Regions from separate parts of the Mus musculus genome. Here region 1 is linked to region 2. The links are chromatin contacts, called in public HiChIP or PLAC-seq maps. All regions are on one chromosome and are shown on one strand. Each heading gives the region's core, a stretch centred on a gene start, on an enhancer-like site or on the middle of the called end of the contact. The rest is flanking DNA. Distances are from core to core; before and after follow the strand shown.

The links. HiChIP or PLAC-seq counts read pairs in DNA pulled down with a chosen protein or histone mark.
Region 1: an HNF4G HiChIP or PLAC-seq map of pancreatic cancer cells shows a contact between it and region 2. The contact joins the enhancer-like site here to the promoter of Rxra in region 2. A contact is called at or near these places in 1 of 484 Hi-C or Micro-C datasets (embryonic stem cells) and 1 of 115 datasets of contacts at active chromatin or transcription factors (pancreatic cancer cells).

Annotation. Positions count from the first base shown.
Region 1 is chr2:27,896,489-27,902,466 of GRCm38.p6, reverse strand. All of the region lies in intron 1 of Col5a1 (collagen, type V, alpha 1), which reads right to left. Among named protein-coding and RNA genes, the nearest start is that of Col5a1, 13 kb to the right of the region's middle. Within about 2 kb of position 2,971, at least 9 of the 459 cell types and tissues checked have an H3K27ac peak or open chromatin away from gene starts, as enhancers often do. A contact at or near this core is called in pancreatic cancer cells, where this site is marked.
Region 2 is chr2:27,672,951-27,678,950 of GRCm38.p6, reverse strand. It overlaps Rxra (retinoid X receptor alpha), which reads right to left and starts at 1,750. Exons shown (of 10, transcript NM_011305.3): 1 at 1,491-1,750. The coding sequence starts at 1,518.

The sequences.
Region 1 (5,978 bases), core at 1,722-4,221, 220 kb before region 2:
GCATAGAGCTCACTGCATTACACTTCAGGAAAGAGGTTTCCTTAAGGACTCCTTGGCAAAGCCACACACAGTGCCTTGGACATTGCCGGTGCCCATAGAGGTGCTGCTGAGCTGAATTCTGGGGCTTAGCCGAGCAGGCAGGGCATTTAGTAGGTATACAGCATTCTCAGGAACGCGGCAGACAAGGTTCTCCTATGGCTAATAGTTCTGGACTTGAGTCACAGAACAGGCTCTGGTTTGAACCTGTGGCCCAACAGAGACACGATGAACAATAGTTTGGGAGATCAGCAGCAGGCTCCTACCCAAGCAGGCAGCTGTGTGTACCCATCCCTTGAAGAGCTCAGAACTGAGGCCAGGGATGAGATCAGAGACGAGGCAAAGCCACAGAGCTGTGAGGGTGAGAGTGGAGAGGGCCAAGAATAATCCCTGCCAGGGAAGCTACTCAGCCATCAACACCATGTCTGCATCAACTCCTACCCAAGGATGTGGGGAGGAGCGCACTCATGAACCACTGAGGGATATAGGAGGGGGCCCACAAATGGGGTTCAAATTTGAGAGTCAATGGGTAGAGAACTCTGTGAATCAGGAAAGGGAAAACAGAAACCAGCTTCTCTGGCACCTACAGATGGAGGGTGTCCCTGGACCAGTACAAATGTCCAAATGGAAAGGAAGGTGATGGCCGAACAGGCATGAACCAGGCAGGGTGTGAGAGCATCCCAGCACTCACTCTGACGTAGGCTGGGGTAGAGCTGCATAGGAGGTAGAGTGGGATGCCAAGACCGGGTGGCGTGGCTCTGTCCTGGCTGCAGCATCACTCAAGAAGCCAGACCAGGAAACAGTTTTATAAGTGACTGGAAAGAGGTCGGACTGCCTCTCAGCCAAGGAATTTATCTGCTGGCCATGATATTGACCAGGCGTGAGCAGTCAGGCAGAAAGAGCACACGGCAGGGGCCTGGTGTCTTAGCCCCGGGAGGGAGGCTGGGAGCATGCCTGTGTCTAAAGTGAGGAGACCTTTATAATCTCACTTCCCACACTCAAAGTTGTAGATAATAGGAACTGTTCAAGGGAAGGGCCCAAACAGAAAGAAGCAGCCAGAGAGAGTGGGTAGCAGCAGGCTGTATTTAAATCATTGCAAAACACGGCTGGGAGTTTTTATAGGGTGAAATGGTAGATCCTGGAATCAGATGAGCTGGGGCTAAAAGCAGCATCTGAGGAATGAATACTGAGAGATGGCAGGCTTGGCTGGTCAGCAGAGAGCTGCAGGGAAGGCAGAGATCCCAGGAGAGTGTCAACCCAACCTCAGGCTGGCTCCTCGTGGGCACAGTCACCTGGAAAGTTCTTCCAGGGGCAGGGTAGCAACCACATGGGGTGAAGGGGACACAGAAATTAAGTCAAAGCTTGGAACACAGCTCAGTTGGCGAGCGCTTGCCTAAAATGTACAAAGCCCATAGTTCAGTCTCTGGTACTGCATAAAATTACAACAGCACATAGCTATACTCACAACCCTTGGGATGTGGAAGTAAAAGGGTTGGAAGTTCAAGGTCATCTTTGGCTACATAGTTAAGTCTGAGGCTGGCCTAGGGTTATTAAAAAAAAAAAGCAGGTAAAAATTACCTCATCCCCACAAGGAGACAAGACATGCTTAGCTATGTGCAGGGCCACAGGGCTCTCTGGAGACATCACACATATTACGCTAGAGTGCAGATGCCCATCACCATGGCCAGCTTCAAGTCTGTTATTTTCCTAGGCATCACTGAAAGGCCCAGGGTGGTTCCAATCACCATGGGAATTGTGATGCGCAACTCTGGGTCTGGACCTCTGTCTGAAGAGGGGACGGTGCAGTGGGAGCTCACACCAGATATTCTGATCCACCACACATTGGTGGGCAGTCCCTAGGTGTGCCTGGAAAACACTGGGCACCCCATCCCTGCAGATATCAGGACACCTAGCCCGAGAGCCCAGCTCTCCAGTGTTCAGATTACCTTGCCAGGACTACCGCGGCCTGCCCCAGAATGGCACGGACAGCGTGGACCAGGGCTCCCCTGGTTTCCCAGCACCAACTGCTACTCCAGAATGGCTATACTCTTGTTCAGCAGACACCCTGGAGTCTGCAAATTACTTTCAGCTAGTCCCAGAAAGGATTCACTAGGCATGCCCCCATGCTGGTCCACTATGAGATACAGCAGACTACAGCCCTGTCTGGTTCTTTATGGCCTCAACTCTGCCTCCTTAGATCCACACCGCAAGCCTATGAAGGATGGGGCATCATCCTGGATGAGGACTCCACCGAGTCACACTGGCTACCCAAGCCACACCCAATTTTAAAAGGCAAGAAGCCCTGAGGTGCAATACCACCCTCAGCCTCTAGGTGATGCTTTCTCTTCCCCACTACAGCCAGAGAGACCTGAGTTCCAGGTCTCTGCCCCTCCACAGACCTAGGCCACCTTCTGCTACTGTGTGCTGAGAACTCTGGTCCACTGAGTGACCAAAGTGTCTAAGATCACAAGTACACCAGGGGGTCAGGTAGTTGGTCTAGACAGCAAGCACCAGTTATAGGATCAGAGCCCCGTGAGGCACACTAAGACAGCCAGGTCACCAGACATTGTTCTCAGAGTTTTTAATTTTCTTCTCCAAAGGCTCATGATTTAACTGTGGGCTACACCGCACTTAACTTCTCTGGCCACCTTGAGCTTACTGCTAAGCTGTGGCAGCTTGATTCTTGGACCCTCTAACTGATGACTCAACCCCCCACCCGCATCCACCGGGCTTATCGGGAGGGGAAGGGCCGCGGGGGGCAGGCCCAGGAACCCATCCACTCTTGCCATTCATGTTTGGCTTTCCCAGAGCATCCCCCACACTCATTTCATCAGCTGCCAACTGAGATGGAACAGACAGCCCCTACCTGGCCATAATCCCCACTATCTGACCTTCTTCCCACTAAAATGGAAAAAACGTGACTCAGACTCCTAAACAAACAGGCTCCTCACAGCTGGATGCTGTGGAGAGCAAACCCACAGAGGTCTCCAAAGATAGATCACACGGAGCAGAACCCAGGAATCCAGGGCTGTGGGCTTCAGGAAGCCCAGGGAGACAGGAACCTGAACCCCAGCCCCGATGACCACACACACTCACACAGGAACACTCATTCTGCCACTCTCTCCACACCCTCTCATTAGTCCCTGCCACAGGGATGGAGACCCCTCCCCAAAGAAAAGGGGGAAATGCCTTCAGTGGAGATGAAAATGTTATCTTCAATCAGCCTTCTCTACTGGCCCTGACACCCAGCCTGAATGTCACCCCTCAGGCTGACAGTCATTCCTAGAGCACAGATATTGTCTTAAGAGCTTAAGATCTGTCTTTGCCAGTTGCAGAGCTTCAGTGGGCCTTGGTCTTCTCACCTGTGAAATGGGGAGATGGTGGGGGTGGTGATGTCTCATGTCTTAGAGCCAAGCTCTTTAAACCACAGGTTGTATCACCTCATGGGCCACATGACAATATGGAGGGGTGTCATGAAACAGCTTGGCAACAGCAACAAGTGTCTCAATGAGCACTGACCAAAAATTATTTTCAAATCAAATGTACCATGAATCTGAGGTTTCTCTGGCAAGTGGCCACCTATGGTGAATTGTGTGACCCCACTACGACCTTGGATGCGGACACAGGTGCTCACTACATACGCCTCAGCTTGGAGCCCAGACTGCTGCACCTCGGGAAACCAATGCTTCATCTACATGTAATGTCTCCTGCTCTTAAAGAAGCATAATGATTTCATCACAAACAAACGACACAAGCTTTCATATTTCCCCACCATCATCCCTCAGGAGCAAGCATCAAATTAGCATATCTTTGAATTTTATTATGCCACTATGTTTGATTTTTCAAAAGTTGTCATTTGAGCTGCTGATCTGAGCATGAAAACAAAATGATTTCTGTTTGTGAAAACAAAAAATCATTAAATGAATTTTGGCTTGGGATTAGGGTGAAATTTCCAACAATTTATCAAATGGCCCCAAACCCATCTCTGCCCACTTGTACTATGCATTTGTACGAGGCTGAATTCTCAGCACTGACGATCATAAAATCAAGACATTGAGCATCTCTGAAAAACACGGAGACCACTATACATCTGACCATGGCAATATTCAGCCAAGATTTAATCTTTATATAAAGATAAATACATGTACCTATTTAATTAGCACCCAAACTTGCTTTTATCTTTAAAAGATGGCATAATAGGTATAGCAAAGAACTGTTTTAAAATAAACTTCCTCACACTAATCAGTAAATGTTTGGTTTGTGCGCCTATTTTACATATCTGTAGAGCCAGGGTCACATGAAAAGGGGGTTCAAGCAGGACACATTTAGAGCCCTGGCTTAGAAGATGCCATTAGGATAGACTAGGTAGGGAAACACTTGGGTAAGTGGGAGGAGGGTGGGGAGAGGAGTGGGGAGGAAGGTGGAGAGGAAGAGGGGGAGAAGGGGTGGGGAGGAACAGGAAGAGGAGACTGAGAAGGGAAGAGAGGAGGGGGAAGTGGAGGGGAAGTAAGAAGAGGATAAAGAGGGAAAGAAGAAAAAGGAGGAGAAGGGGGAGAGGGGAGCAGGAGGAGGCAGCAACCTGGAGAGTCCTGGTCTTCACATTCAGTGAACATCGGGCATGCGTCTTCATGTGCAAAGGTTCCGTTACCAGAACCAAAGGAAGCTCTGGGGAATAGCAAGACCCCAGGGCCTGATTGGAACCTGTGGCCCCTCCCCTCCAGTCCAGAGGCTGACCCTCCTTGGCTGTCCTGACCTGATTACAGGGGTACCTGAAGGACCACAATGGACAGATGAGCTGTCTGTTCTCCATTCTCTAGCCTTCCTCACGTACAAAGGCAAGCAGAGAGAAGGGTCTTGGCTTTCCCCTACTACATCCCGTGTGGCCTTTCTGCCACACTGTTCATGCCCTAGTACAACAGTCCCTCCTGGAGCCTGAAAATCCGCCTCGAGGGCCAAGCAGCTGTTTGCAATCGGCCCAGCCCTAGCCCCAAGCAGAGGAGGTGGAGTAAGTAAGTCCACAGGCTGGACTCAGAGAGTCTCGGGGCATGTGAGGACAGGCATCCCCAAAGCTAGGAGACCCAGGGCTGCCCCTCCCCATGGACAGAGCCAGCAACAGTGAAGAAATGGGGCGGGCCTAAAAGGGCAGGAAAGAGCTCTCTTCTTGCAGCCCATTTTCAGTCACTGCTGATGAACAGGGAACATCTCACCAGCCTCAAGCCAGAGTTCAACACAATGGCTTGGAGACATTTTATAGCACCTGCCAGGGGGTGGGGTGGGCTCTCCTGTCTGCACACCACCCAAGTGAGATGTTTGGGAACCATCATGGTCATCCAAGAAAGCCTTGGATGAGCCATCCTGCAGTGACCTTTCAGCCATCAGAGGCAAAGACATTAGAGCTGGAATAGCTTCCCCAGCTGGTTGGATCAGGACAGCCAGGCTCCTTTCCCCAGCACCAGGATTATGGCAGATGGACCCTCTCTGCTTCCCTCTCCTCCCGACCTGTGACTTCAGAAATCCCCAACTCATCTGAGTGTAATTATCTGCAAGTGGCCTGTAGCTGCAGGCCAGACCCCAGATTCTATAAGCACTCCCTCGGTGCATCTGTCAGTTCCTTCCAAAGTGGCCAGAGCGCTCACATTCCTGGGTAGAAAAACACCTTCTGTCCTAAGCCCCAGGTGTCAAGTGCAGGGGAAGGTGGGATGGCCCCAACGTGACCCAGAGATTCACCCTCATCACCACTGGGAGCCCTTGCCCTAAGGAAGTGACTGTGGCTGAGGTGGCATGGCACTATACCCACACACAGCCACACAGCACCTTTACCCTTCACAGAAATTAAGGGGTGCTCCTCGATCCCAATCAGTACAAAGACAAGCTGGGGAACAGTTACATCATAGGCCATCCTCCATCCTGCTACCATCTACTACCCCCATGGGCTGGAGGCA
Region 2 (6,000 bases), core at 501-3,000:
CCCTGGCCGTGTCCCAGGCCAGAGACTGAGCAAAGCATTCCTGTCTGAAGGACCCAACTCTGTGTGCACATCAAGGCTTGAATGAAGGAGAAAGAGATGTCTCAGGAGCCTCCCACCCCCACCCCACCCCAGGCCCCACAGCAACAAGCCACAGTAACAAAGCTTTCTTGTCGGCTGACTTTGGCAGGGGGTTACAATGCCAAATCCACCATTTGTAGCCTCGAAGTGAAGCCTTCCCCAGTCAGTTTCTCAACTGCAACAGGGACAGGAGTTTATAGCCGGGGAGCTAGACCCCCAAGCTCAGGTGTGCTCCCACTGTCTCTATCACTACTCATAAGGATGGAGAGTCTGAAGCTGTGACACACTTGTAACACAACCCCAGTCACTTTGCAGCAGACCTGTTTGTGAGAAGGCTGGAGGTTAAGGAGGTACCACCTCCCCAAATCACCAAAAGTCCTGGCAACCATGCTGGGTTCTGATCACCCCTCAGGGTAGCCAAAATGCATCCCAAACCTCATAGGGGGTGGGAGGCAAAGAGGCAATGATCATCGTGGAGCTTCGTCCATAATCTGCTGTCCTGATTTCCAATCAGCACAAATTCTTCACCAGCCTGACAGCCTGGCTGCTGTCCTCACCACCAAATTAATATCTTTCCCGGAGCTCATTTATAAGTCTCCCTACCCTGCTTCCCTCTGGCTCCCAAACCCCAGGGAGAGTAATGAGTGGGGGGCTCTGACCCTGCTTGGTTCTACTCCGGGAGTTGGCAGGCTGTTTGGGGCTGGGTGCTGCTGGCGGGAGGGTTGCAGGACAAGAAAATGATCCTTCTGCCGATGGGTTGTCTCCCCTAAATACTGAAAACTAGGGGTGCCAGAGTGTGGGGCCCCAGTCCTGGGTTTAATCAGAGACCCAGAGTGACCGTGCCCACCTAGGTTTGGTCTGCTGTCGGGGAACGGCAAGATCGCAGACTCTATCCTGGGCAAAGAGACAGCCAGGGGCCAGCGGCCTTCTCCAAGCCACAGCCCGACGAGCCGGGAAGAGCAGTGGCCTCCCGGAGCCCAGCGCGTCGTCCCCATCCCAATGCCAGGGAGGCCCGGAGCCCTCCAGCGAGCTCAGAAGTTGCTCCTCCGGCGTGGCTCGGTTCCCGGATAGCTAGAGCTGGGCGCCCCGGGGGTCCGCGGAAGCGCGAGGCGCAGCGTGAGGGTCCCTCTCCACGTCCCGAGCGAACCTGCGCTCGCGCCAGCCCGCCGCCCACTCCCGCTCCTCGGCAAGTCAGAGGCCCGGCGTCCTCGCCCTCTCCCGCCGCGCGCCTGGGCCCGGGAAAAGTTGCCCTGTGCCCACTCGCCTCCCCGGGCCCGGCGCGCTAACTCTCGGTACCGCCACGGCTCGGGGCCAATGGGCCCGGCCGGACCCCCAGCGCGCGCTGCGCACGCGCCCCCGCCCCGCCAGCCCCGGCCCCCTCCCTCGCCCGCGCCGCCGCGGCCAGCACTCACCGAGCGGCAGGAAATGTTTGGTGTCCATGTCTGCGACTAACTCATGCCCAGCCGGCGGCGGAGCAGCAGGGCGGCAGCGCGGCGGCCCCCGGCGCGGCCCGCCCGGGGCCCGGGCGGCGGGGAGCCGGCGGCGGCAGCGGCGGCGGCGGCGCGCGGAGGCCGCGGCGCGGCGAGTTGTTGCAAAAGTCGCCCAACAATGTAAACTACTTGTGCCTGCGCGCGCCCCGCGCGCGCACCCGCCGCCCGCGCCTCCGCCGCGCGCCCGCGACCCGCTCCGGCCCGGCCTGCAGCGGGGCGGGGGGGTGGGGGGGGAGCGGCGGGGGGCCCGCGACGGGCGCGGACTCGGCGCAGCGCCGTCGCCGCCACTCGCCCCGCCCGCAACCGGTGCGCGCCCCGCCCGCCGCTGCCGCCGCCGCCGCCACCACCACGGCCACCCCGCGCTCGCAGCCCGGCCCCGAGTTGTGAGCGCCCTGCAAACTTGCAAGTTTGCATCTGCCAAGGGTTCCCAGGAGCCGTGGGGCGGCGGCGTGGGAGGAGGGCGGGGCGGTGGGGTAAAGCAGCCTTCCCTTCCCGGCTGCCCAAAAACCCGGCGGCCCGCGGTGGTGGTGGAGGAGGAGGAGGAGAGCCGGGCCGGGAGGAGAGCCCCGCGGCCGGGCCATTGTCTGCGCGGACACACAAAGAGGCCGGCCGTGGCCGCGCGAGGACCCTGGTCCTGCAAGGCTCCCTGCAGAAGAGCCGAGGCCCTGCGCATCCCGGTGGACACATGGGGAAACTGAGGCCGGTGAAGGGCCGTGAGCCAGAGGCAAGCAGCTGGGCAGGGAGATGCTGCCCTTTGGACGTCCCAGTCCCCTTCACCTAACACGCGAGAGGCCCAAAAAGGACCCTGGTGTCTGACCGCAGGCCAGACAGGCAGAGGGGGGCTGGGGTGCTGCTCGGGGTACCCACGTTAACACGACGGCTCTCACCCTCCTCAGAGGCGCGGGGCTTGAAGGGCGCTACTGCCGGCTTCGGACATCACCCGTGGCCCCAGGCTATTTTTATACCTTGGTTAGCTCTCTGCCCTGACTTAAATTCATGATTTGTTTGTTTAAAAACGAAAGGAAGCACTCCTACCCAGGGAGAGCCTGGGCCTCCTCCGCAACCCGCCCGCCGACTTGGGCAGCTGGAATTCGGATTTGGGTGTGAGCTACCTGAGCGGAGCCAAGCCAGCCTCCCTAAGCGCAGAGTTCCCCCTGCGCCAAGCCAGGCAACCGGCAGTCCCGCCTCCCTCCACTCCCAGCTGGTGCCTGCCAGACCAAAATCCAGCGTGGAGGCCCTGGCAGAGGGGTTTACCAAAGTCCACAGGCTGCACAGAGTAGGTGCTGCCCAAAGAGAACACCTCCCCTCAAGACAAAAAAGAAAGCTCTGCGTGGGCCCACTACCACCGTCCTCCAGGACTGCACTTTTTCTCTGTAAAAAGCAATAGTTGGCCGAACTTGGTGGCACACGCCTTTAATATCAGCACTCGGGAGGCAGAGGCAGGCGGATTTCTGAGTTTGAGGTCAGCTGGTCTACAAAGTGAGTTCCAGGACAGCCAGGGCTATACAGAGAAACCCTGTCTCAGAAAAAAAACAAAAAACAAAAACAACAAAAAAAGCAATAGTTGTGGGACTCTATCTTAAAGATGTCTTTTAGCAGCCTACCAGAAAAGCTATAGACCTGTCTTAGAGAAAGGCCATGTCTGGTCCTCCTATGTGGGCTGGGAAACAAAATGGGGTTGCTAATGCCTTGGGTTGCACTACAAACCAGGCCTCCTTTCCCAGGTCATCACCTGGGAGTTCCCTTAGTGTGGCACACAACTTGGGGTGCTTCTGGTAGTGCCTGCATCAGGTAGCACAGCTCCATTGGACCCACTGGCCAGGGAGAAAACCCCCAGATTCCTTCCTTGACAGGGCCATTTTGAGACTCTTATGGCAGGCTGTGAGGGGGTAGAACTAACTCCCTGTGTCAACAGCAAGGCCAGAGAGCAGAAAGAGACTATAAGCTTTACCTTAGGGACGTGTTATCACAGTAGAGAGCTAAGACCTGTTCTTCAAACTCCTGGGCCATCCTCGCCAGGGCAACACGTGGTGACCAACAATAAAGTACCAACTTTCTACCCTGGCCAGTGAAATCTGGGCTGCAGACAGCCTGCTCACGCTAAGTTTCAGAACAGAAAGGATCAGGAAAGGTCTGTGGGGGTGGATAGAGAAACTTCAATGATCTCTGTCCCCCAGTATTGTGGGCCATTCGTTCTACCAACAAATATCAGCAGGCTCTATTGAAGACTTGACCCTGGGTTCTCACAGAAGGTGTGGTTAAGATGGGCAGGGCAAGGGCACACCCCAGCTCTGCCTTGCAACTCTTTGGTGGCCAAGCCAGGCCACTCTGCTCTTGCCCTCAGTTCCCTGACCTGGAAAGTGCAGACAATCCCATCCTCCATACTGGGTCTTTGAAATGACTAACCAGGCAATATAGAGACTGTTCAGCCAGGATGAGGCTTGCCAGAAAGTAGATATTTTGTCACAAGATAGGGAAGACTCATAGGCAAGAGTGGCTAATTATGACTGCAGAAGCCTTGGATCAGGATAAAGCAGTGCAGGCCGAGCTAAAGCACCATCAACAGGGACAGGGAGGCAAGGCCCAGGCAGCCATGGACTCTGGTGACTTCCTCATGGCTGGTCCTTGAGCTGTGCCATGAAGAAAGGACATGTTTGTCCCTTTGAGTCAGGATGACACACCCAGGTAGAAGGACTGGCATGAAGTGACCTGGGGGTGGGAAGAAGCATTAAGCCGCCTGGCCATCCCCAAAGCTGGCAATGGCATTTGAGGTCACCTCAGATGGTGGACAGCCTGATTTGCTGGTATGAACACCCTCCCCATCCGAGCCCCACCCCCACCCTCACCTCACCCCTTGCTGTGGGAAGCTGTAAGTGCTGGGAGACAGAGAGGCCTAGGCAGGCAGGTTTCCATGTGGGGACTTTAGCTGGGGACAAAGACAGTGGCAGTTTCCAGAGGTAGTACCTGCTTCTAAGAAGCCCGGCCTCTGCAGGATATAAGTGGACAGTGGCAAACACAGCGGTCCAGACCCTGCTGATCCAGATCAGTCTCATATCTAGCCTCAGCATCCACAGTCCTGAGCACCTCTGAGCCTTGTCCCTAATACAGGACAGGGACACAGGTGCCCAGGAAAGGGCAGGTAGGGTGCTGGAGGGAGGGCCCTACTTCAAACCCCCCAGTTCTGGAGTGGGAACATGACCAGGCTTCTTGTTATTTCTGCACCCACTATATTCCATCTTCCCCTCATCTTGGGCTCTTTGGTGCAACTGAACCCACACAAAACTGCCCAAGGCAGGGGCTGTCCCAGCGAGGTCGTGGCCTTTGCGCCATGTGCTCAAGCAGCCTAAATGTCTGTGCTGACACCTCTCTGCTCCTGCCTGCCATCTGAGAGCTATTTGTTTAGTTTGGGTTTACTTTTTGTTTGTTTTTAACTCCCTGAAGGATGCTTTTTAAGGTACCTTGGCTCTTTTCTCATACTGCCTCTGCTCAGCCTTGTAAACAGCCTAAGGATCACCTAGTGAGTGGGGTTTTTAAAGGCCAGTGTTGCTAGGCACCCTGGGGCTACATCAGATGGATAGCCGGGACCCAGCTCATCCTGGGACTCAAGGGGGAGTGGGCTGTCTCCATTCCATTCTCAGTGGAATATTCTTGATCAGGAAGTTGAGATCCTGAAGTAGTGGTAGGTACCAGGGAGTGCTCCACAAGGGAAACTGGAGTTAAGCATTCTGCCAGGCCTACTTCTGAACTCTAGTACCCTAACCCTTGTTCACCTCCCCTGTGGCTCAGCTTGGAGTGACAGTGAGCCAAGCTAGATGATGGTAGACAAAGGTCAGAAAGGTGAGGTTACATGGAGCTGTGACTAGCCCAAGGGTCCAGACTCATCCCCTTGTCCATGCCTGAATCTAGAGGATAAGGGAGAAAGAATACTATTTGGCCCCTGTTGGGCTCCTATCTATCCTGATTGGTGGCCACAAAGGACAGAGGTACCTCTGGGTCAGGACCCTGGGAAGTGGGGGTGTTTTTAGTCCTAGAGGAATCTTTATGTCTATCATCAGTGGTAGAGAAGCACGGGGAGAGACAGATAAGGAATGCTTACAATCAGGACCTCTGTGGAGAGGGACCAGGATTATCGAGGAAGGGACAACTTTGAGCAAAGCCCTGTGAGCTGCAGGAGCCTCCAGAGAATCCAAACCCAAGGCCAAATGAAGTAGTTCCAGGGGTGCTGAGGAAGAGTGGAGGGACAAGGGACAATCAGAGCCCTGAGAAGAGGATGCTTGTGTTTCCAGATGCCAGGTCTCCTCTAGTGCCTTCTCAGCAGAGTAAGACCCTCCTCCCTAGTCTATTGGTAGAGCCTTGATTAAGGCAGAGGCAGCTGGGGCCCAGCATCATGGGTACCAGCCAGAGGTCAGATTTCCCACAAAGCCCCCCAGAA